Linked DNA regions of Sus scrofa: region 2 is linked to region 1. The links are chromatin contacts, called in public HiChIP or PLAC-seq maps. All regions are on one chromosome and are shown on one strand. Each heading gives the region's core, a stretch centred on a gene start, on an enhancer-like site or on the middle of the called end of the contact. The rest is flanking DNA. Distances are from core to core; before and after follow the strand shown.

Region 1 (4,207 bases), core at 1,105-3,604:
ATTTCTTGCCTAAAAAAAAAAAAAAAAAGAAAATGCTAACCAAATAACTGAATCATAGCAGAGAGAGGGTTGGATAAAGAGACCTTGGAGTTCCCGTCGTAGTGCAGTGGTTGACGAATCCGACTAGGAACCATGAGGTTTCGGGTTTGATCCCTGGCCTTGCTCAGTGAGTTAGGAATCCCGTGTTGCTATGGCTATGGTGTAGGCCAGCAGCTACAGCTCCAATTAGACCCCTAGCCTGGGAAACCTCCATATGCCGAAGGTGCAGCCCTAGGAAAGGCCAAAAAAAAAAAAAAAAGAGAGACCTCATGACATGTGCAGTTAAACTGAAGTGAATACTAGTAAAGCAACTGAGAAGAGACATAAGTGAAAATCAATTAAATCTGCTTTAGAATTAAAATAAAGCATCTAAACACTAAGAACATTCAAGTCAGTCCAGTGTACAAGGAAACTATAAATAGTTATTATAAACAGCTCACTATACCTGGTTTGCAAGATGAGAGTGACCAAACAGCTTGTGAACCGATTTCCCGTACTGTTCCAGTCCTCTCCAACTGCTTAGGGTCAGCGCCAGGAGGTGTCTTGTTTGGTGTGGTCATATTTAAAATATTCTATGTAGAGAAAAAGAATATCCACATTATACTGGGGGGGGGGGAAGGCTCAGCACCTTTTATAAAAGGGTGAAAATTAAAATGAAATAGCCAAATGGAGTTCCCATCATGGCTCAGAGGAAACAAATCTGACTAGCATCCATGAGGACGCAAGTTTGATTCCTGGCCTTGCTCAGTGGGTTGAGGATCCGGTGTTGCCATGAGCTGCCGTGTAGGTCGAAGACTCGGCTAGGATCTGATGTTGCTGTGGTGTAGGCCAGCAGCTATAGCTCTGATTTGCCCCCTAGCCTGGGAACCTCCATATACCCAGAGTATGGCCCTAAAAAGACAAAAAATAAAAATAAAATGAAATAGCCAAATGGATCACAAATATGCCCTGAATATCAATCATCTATTTCTTAAAAGGCGACATAACTCAATCACTGTAATTAAAAACTCTTGAGAATTCAGTTTTTGTTTCTAAAATACAACATATTATGACTTACGAGATGTGCAAAGCAACAGCATATAGTAGTCAAAGGGTATAGGGTCAAGGGGTCAGATTTAGTCACTCCTTTAGCCTAGAATTTGGCCAGGTCTGGGCTTTACTTCCTTTCCTGTCTGTCAAAGGGGTTGACTGGATCTATAACTGTAATGCTATGAAGTTCTATACATCTGTGAGTAAAAATTCCTAATGAAGTTTTCTCCCTCGAAAAGTCAGACTTAAAAACCTTTAATCCAGAAATATGTAAATATTGGTCAACATTTTAAAAAATCCATTAAGTGATGCAGAGAAAAATCACATCTTCTCACTGGTCGTCAAAAGTTCCATTTATACGTGCTTTTACTGTAGAATATAAAGTCAGAAAAATGCCTTTAAGGTATAGAAGTGAAGAACTGGTCTATTCTAAATCACTAGTTTATCCTCTTGTCTAGTGAACAACACGTAAAACTGCTTCAGTAGTGCAAAGTTACAGCTGCTGAACGCGGTTACACGTACATGATATTATAAACTTGGCCTAAAAGGTCTGTTTACCGTCTCCTTGACATCTCAGCTGTTCCCTAATCTCTACACAAGCACTTGATACCGCTTAAATAATAGTACACACTGGACTGTAAACTTCGGAAAGGCCTGAGGCTTAAATGCTCCATTAGCAATTTACTGAATGAATAAATAAATAAATAAATAAGTTCCATCATAAACTAAAGTATTTCTCAAGGTCTAGGTTGGTCTAAGTAAGGTCTAGGTTGAGACAATAAAACCTGTGGCCACACTGTCAAATGTCCAAAAATGTCCAAAAAGGGAAGAGCTATCTCTACATTGCGGAGAATTCAGCTGCTGAACTTGGTACTGGACTCCACCAAGTGGATAAAACACGGAGCTCGAAGAAGAATGGGTTCCTGGCCACATCATTCATAAGGTGAGGCCAAGGAGAGAACGCCACAGTAAGCAGTGCCTGGACCAGACTCTCTTGGTTCCGTTTGACATCCCTTCCAGAAGCGCTAGAATGGGCAACCGCTAAGGATCCATTCCTGACCCATCGGCCTTGAAATAGGAAGCGTAAAAGGAGACTGACAGTGGAGAAGAGATCGCATCTGTTTAAGCTGGAATCATTCTCCACGTCGGGGAAAGCCCATGCACTTACAGCTTGCAGACCCGGATTGCCTCCACTCAGGTTTTCGGAATCCACTGCTGCTCCGCGCCACTCCCCCTCGCCTTCCCAGAACCGCCTAGCTTCCCCAACGACGTCAATTGGGGTCGCAGTCCGATGATGTCATCCCATCGTCCCGCCCTCCTCCCTCCAGGGCTCTGCCCGGCGTGCTCTGCCGCGCACGCGTACATCGCCCCTGTGGCATGCGCGAGGCGGTGGCTGGGCACCGCCATCTTGGCCGGTGTGTGTAGGAACACGCTGTGTGGCTGAAAAGTGAAAGCAAGAGCAGATTTGGCTTCTGCGTTCCCCTCCCCAAGGGGAATCTGTTTCTCCAGGTACGTGAATAGCCCGGAGGGGTTTTGCCGTTAGCTTCGGTTTGGCATGGTCTAAACGCAGGTAGTGGCATTCTCGGAGAGCTTTTGGTTAGGCCTCAGGTGGCGGCGGTGGAGACGGCAGCGGCGCGTAGCAGCCGGCTTGAGGGAGACAGCTGGTAACGCCGGAGCGCGGGCGCAGCCGAGTGCTGAGGGCGCCTCCAGGCTGACCTGGCTTTCCGCCTCTGTTGCCCGCCGTCCCCTCAGCGTTCCAGTCTCCACCGCCTCCACTCCCCGCTTTACCGCGCTCCTACTCTGGAACTGAATCTTTTAGAAAGCCGCATCCCCTACTCCCCCCACTCCCCCGGCCCGGTGAAGGGGATGTAATGTCACGTGCGTATTTGATTATGGGACGTCGTCGCCTTTTTTCCCCACTGTTTGGAGATTTGGCAATGAGTCATGGCATCTTGCCGCCATGAAGTCGAATATTTCTTGTCCACTCCCAGTCTTTAGAGAAATGATGTCCAAACGTCAGCACTTTTTTCAAAGCAGCGTGTTCTCAGCTGTAACCGAGGTTGTTCCAAGTAATCTCCCAGGTGAACGCCATTAGCATTTTGGGTGCGCTTTTATGGTACTCTGCACGTTCCGTTTTCCTCTTTAGATCTTAAACTCCTTGAGATTACCGGTGATGTCTTTACTGAAAATACTTACTTTGAAGAGAGTGTACTTTGAGATTTGAATATCTTCAGAGCCCTGTTTGTTCCCAGGAGTCTCTTATTATAGAGTTTTTCCCTGCAATCCTTCCTGTGCTGTATCTTTCTCATTGAAAAAGAAAGGAGGGAATCCTGCCCATTTCTTTAAACTGACGTGGAAATTTAATTAATAGTGTTGACACAGTTAATTAACAGTTCTTCAAAGAATCTGTCCACTTAAATACATTATAATTTATCACTTTTTGATGTAAGTCAGGTTATTAGCCATCTCTGCTATGCTTTTATTTTATAAAAATCATCTCCTACAGTCTTGTTTTTTTTTAATGGTTTGGAATAGTCAATGAAACATTATGTAGTTTGGCAAAAATAAACTTTAAGCAGTTTCATTGCTAAATCAATGATGATTTATCCCCTCCTGGAGAATTCATTGTGCTGATTCACCATAATTTGTATGGAGTCCAGTTTGATTTTAATAGCTAACTAAAGAATCTTCAGTTTCTAGGTAATTATCGCTTCCGGAATGATAGTTGCTTTTTTTTTTTTTTTTTCTTTGCTTTTTAGGGCCACACCTGCCGCATTTGGAAGTTCCCAGGCTAGGGGGTCAAATTGGAGCTGCAACTGCTGACCTACACCACAGCTCATGGCAACATCAGCTCCTTAACCCACTGAGTGAGGGCAGGGATCAAAGCCGCATCCTCATGGATCCTAGTCCCATTCGTTATCACTGAGCCATGATGGGAACTCCCAGAATGATAACTTCTTTGTAGCAACTCGAAAGTCATTTAGTTTCTTCCTGTAATCCTTAGGAGGCCTAGACCAGTTTGGAAAAGTTTTAAAGGGGTAGAGTGAACCTATCAGATAACTCTGTTACATAAAACTTAAAATTTAGTTGGTTTTGGATTAGACTCCCCCCACCCCCTTGCACCCCCCCGCAAGCAATA
Region 2 (4,207 bases), core at 522-3,021, 320 kb before region 1:
CCAAATATGGTGAAGGTTCCTCCACTGGCAAAAAGAGGAAACTGCCTTATCTCCTCAAAACCCATATCCCAGAAAATTAGCTCCCCTATTAACTACTCAAGGGGGCAGAAAGCACGTTTTGGGATGCAACCCTGTAGAGACTCCTCCTGAGGCCAATTTTCAGGGATTCAGTAAAGGTCAAGTCACTATGCTGGATAACGCACAGATCACTTTAGAAACACTTTCTTTAGGCAGACTTTGTCTAGCTGGAGGAAAAGGTTAACTTATTTAGATACATGGGCTACACAGCGCATCCCACTTCTCGCCGCCCGCAAATCTACCACTAATTCTTCCTCCCGAGCTGACGCCTGTGTTTACATCCCTGAGGAAATCTTCCCAGAAATTTTTTCTCTCCCCTATTTAAAATGTACGGTGATTCCAAGGCCAGCTTCTTCTCTGCTCCTCCACCTGGGGTAGGGGAACCTGCGTGCTGGGGGAAGCGCCAGCGGGGCCCGGCTGAGTTCCAGGGCACAGGTGCGACCTTTGAAAGGAGCGTCCGGGGCCAGCCCGCCCAGGACTCAGGCGGGAGCTATCCTTCCGGGAGGTCTCCACATCCCACCCCAAGCACACGCGCCTGTGCCACTTCAGGCGCGCGCAGAACCTTTGGCAAGGATGTGGGTACATCTCCGCCCAAGCTTCAAACCATCTTAGCATTCTCAATGCTTTGCAGCACCTGGGCTGTCCCCCGGCTTCTGAATCAGAGTCCCAGGGAGATTTTTACCGGATCAAGCTTCACACTGGAAATCACCGCGGGAAGGGGGGAGTCGTCACGGGTCAGGGGCGGGAAAGGGGCCGGAAAGTTCCCTCCCGCCAACTCCAGCCCACCCGGTTTATCCTCCCTCCCGGGCGAGGGGCGGGCCGGGGCCCGGGTAGGGGAGGCCCTGGAAGGGTTCCCTCCCTTCTCACCTCCCGCAGCCCTCTCTTACTCACTTTCTTTTGGAGCCTCAGCTCGGCCGCCTCACGCCTGGGGTCGTGCGGAGGGGCCGCGGGAGGAGAGAGGACGGGCGGGGAACCTCCGGGCGGCGCCCCAGTCCCGGGCGGGCGGGCCGGGGCACCAAGGCGGTGCACGCCCCCACCCGGGCGGTACGGCCAGGCGGGCGCGCTGGGTTCCGCGCCCTCGAGGCTGGCTCCGAGGGCTCCGCCGGGCCCTCCCCCTCTGCCCGCCACCGCGGCCCGTGGCCCCTCCCCGCCGCACTCCCGAGGCCCGCGGGGCCCAGGGACGCGCTCGCGCCGGGGCCGCCCCCGCCCCTCCCCCTGCCCGGGCGGGGGCGCGCGAGAAGCGGTGACGTCAAGGGGCGCGCGGTGGCAGCACCTCCCCGCGCGCTAGTTAAAAAGAAGAAGAAAAGAGGGAACGAAACATGAGAGGCTGTGTGAAAAGCTACAGCCGCCGGCAGAGGAGACCTCAGCATCATCTAGAGCCCAGCGCTGGCCCTGCCTCCGCCTGCCCCGCCGCCACCGTCGCCGTTTCTGTTCCTGCTACTGTGTCACCTAAACAACTCCCGTTACACCGACAAGTGAACCTCTGTGACCGTCTTCTCCTCCTCTTCTTCCTCCTCCTCTTCCAACTTCTTCTCCTCCTCCCACTTCCCAGGCGCAGAAGAAAGCCCCCCACCCAACTGACACTGGCACAACCGCAAACGGTGTCAACCGCACAACTTTATCTCGTTCCTCGGGCTCCGCCAAGGTATTGGGCCCATCGCCTCGTCTTTTATTTTTTTGCAAAGTTGCATCGCTCTACATCTTTTCGCCCCCGCCACCTCTCTCTGCCTCTTAAGCGTCCTGCCGCCCCTCAGCCTCCTCCTGGAGCTGCGCCCTAGTGCCCCTGCTGGGCAGTGGCGTCCCCCCCACCCCCATCCTCCCGCGCCCAGCCCCTGCCGCGCGGGGCAGACGATGCTGAAGATGCTCTCCTTTAAGCTGCTGCTGCTGGCCGTGGCTCTGGGTTTCTTTGAAGGAGATGCTAAGTTTGGGGAAAGAAGCGAAGGGAGCGGAGCGAGGAGGAGAAGGTGCCTGAATGGGAACCCCCCGAAGCGCCTGAAAAGGAGGGATAGGCGGATGATGTCCCAGCTGGAGCTGCTGAGTGGGGGAGAGATGCTCTGCGGTGGCTTCTACCCTCGGCTGTCCTGCTGCCTGCGGAGTGACAGCCCGGGGCTGGGACGCCTGGATAGCAAGGTAGGCACGCACCCGCCTCACAGCTGCGAGAATGGCATTCTGGCTGGGTGGGATTCCGTGTGGTTCTGGCAATGCTGGTGGCTGGAAGAGGGGTGGAACTTGCTTGGTGAGTTCTTTTTGATAACTTTTCTAAAGCGCTAGCCTGATTCATTTGTGTGTTCCTCTGGGGTGCGCATATACCTCTCCCGCCCCCAAGAGTCCGAGGTCGGGATGCAGTGCAAAACTGCCTTTCTCAGGGAAGAGACTTCTGTGGTACCCGCATTCTAGCTGGGTAAATATCTTAAAAGAATCGCGATTAACAGTGTCTTCTGGATCGAATCCGGCATTGGCTGCGGCGAAACTGTAAATTAAGGTGGCTGTGGTTTCCGGTTTATTTTGCTAGGGTAAAAAGATTTGTGCAGTTTTCTCCACGTGCTCGGTTAGGGAGAGGATTGAATCGTAAAGGATGTTAAAGCACGGTTAGTTTATGATCCTCAGCCCCGTCAGAATGGGGCGGGGGGGGAGGGTCTTGCATTACAATAGTTAAACAGCAGAAAGGAACTCCTGGTGTTCCAGTTAAGAACCCCAAAATGGGAGAAAGATTTTGCCGGGGCGTGTTTATCATATAAGCCCGCGGCGATTCTCCGTCTGTTTGTCATGTTTTATAACATTATAAATTCGGGCTTCCAATGGTAGGTGGTTGTTTGGGAAGATCTTCTCTAGACATTTGTTTCAGGATTAATGGCATTTAACATTTTCCCGGTATTAATAAGTTTAAACAAATAAGAAAATTGTGCCGGTTGGGTGTAAAGACATGCTTATCTTTGAGTTTGCACCATCTTTCTTGTCTTGGGATGCAGTCATGTGTGCCCTGTACTGTACTCCAAGGAGAGACGGGGCATCACGTCATTAACACTCCCTGCGTGTGAAATAAACAATCAGGTGTTTTTACTCCCCCTCACCCTTTCCCCATTTTAGGTTTAATTAAGAATTCTTCTGTTACAACACTGCAGTTGTCAAGGTCTGAGAGACTCTTGGAAAACTTGTGCTCCAGTCTTGCTGGCCCAGGCATTAAAAAAAAAAAAAAAAAATACCCAGGCTGAATCTAATTTTTATGCTCAGTTCACGGTAGATTTCACTCTATTCTCATGTAAACAGCTCTTACGAATCAACATATGTGTCTGGGTGGTATCTCTCACTTTGTTTTGTAACAAAAAGCCATATTGCATCATTTAATTTGCTCAAGTCATGCAAATAGGAAAAAATCAATAGGACAAAAAGGGGTCGACTTATCCTCCTCCCCACTAAACTGCTGCCCACACACAGAGTCCTGTTGCTTATGGCAAAAGAATAACAACAACACCATTGTGTTTGTTAGTTGGTTCACTAATGGGTGAAACTAGAGAACATCATTCTCTTTCAGTCCCCAGCTCTGTCCAAATGTTCATGCCTTTTGAGGCAGCATTTGTCCAACTCCCTCTGTTCCCAGCTGAGTGAGAACTGTCTTGCTGCAGGTTTTCAGCTGTAACTCTCTCTTTATTCTTACCATATGCAGCAGTAGTCTGAGATTCAGGGAACAGATATTCCAGCATTTTATTCAAAACAATGTCATTAAGCTCCTGTGTTGTAATTGAATTAAAGTACAAAATCGCTACATTCCTGTCAGCTCCAGGGTTTTTTAACCAGGAGCCGGACAGAACCGGGAAATTCAGAGAAAGGTTTAGAAATATTTGCCATTAAGCTTCCCCATGTGCAATATGCACTATGAATACACCAACGATCTGCAGACCCCTGCATTACTGAACTCTTCCAGGAACATGAGGAATGAAAACTTTTTCTTAACTAATTATATTGGGGAGCTGGTGGGGGGGTAGCTGGGGGGCTGGGACTGAGGGGAGTTATAACCCTTAAGAGAAGTTATAGAAAAAGATTTTTTAAAGAAATCATTCTTTAGGAAGCATTCTGCCACGTTAGCTATCCACATTCCTTTCTGTTTTACGTGCTTCCAATCTCCAACAAA

Evidence for each region. HiChIP or PLAC-seq counts read pairs in DNA pulled down with a chosen protein or histone mark.
Region 2: a contact with region 1 is called in an H3K27ac HiChIP or PLAC-seq map of alveolar macrophages. The contact joins the promoter of LOC100525237 here to the promoter of ABCE1 in region 1. A contact is called at or near these places in 2 of 5 promoter capture datasets (fetal liver and liver) and 1 of 2 datasets of contacts at active chromatin or transcription factors (alveolar macrophages).

Annotation. Positions count from the first base shown.
Region 1 is chr8:83,351,355-83,355,561 of Sscrofa11.1, reverse strand. It overlaps ABCE1 (ATP-binding cassette sub-family E member 1), which reads left to right and starts at 2,354. Exons shown (of 18, transcript XM_003129170.6): 1 at 2,354-2,577. It overlaps ANAPC10 (anaphase promoting complex subunit 10), which reads right to left and starts at 2,252. Exons shown (of 5, transcript NM_001177927.1): 1 at 2,237-2,252; 2 at 485-611. The coding sequence starts at 599.
Region 2 is chr8:83,675,482-83,679,688 of Sscrofa11.1, reverse strand. LOC100525237 reads right to left here and starts at 1,771. Exons shown (of 4, transcript XR_304986.3): 1 at 970-1,771. HHIP (hedgehog-interacting protein) reads left to right here and starts at 1,321. Exons shown (of 14, transcript XM_021100665.1): 1 at 1,321-2,208. The coding sequence starts at 1,930.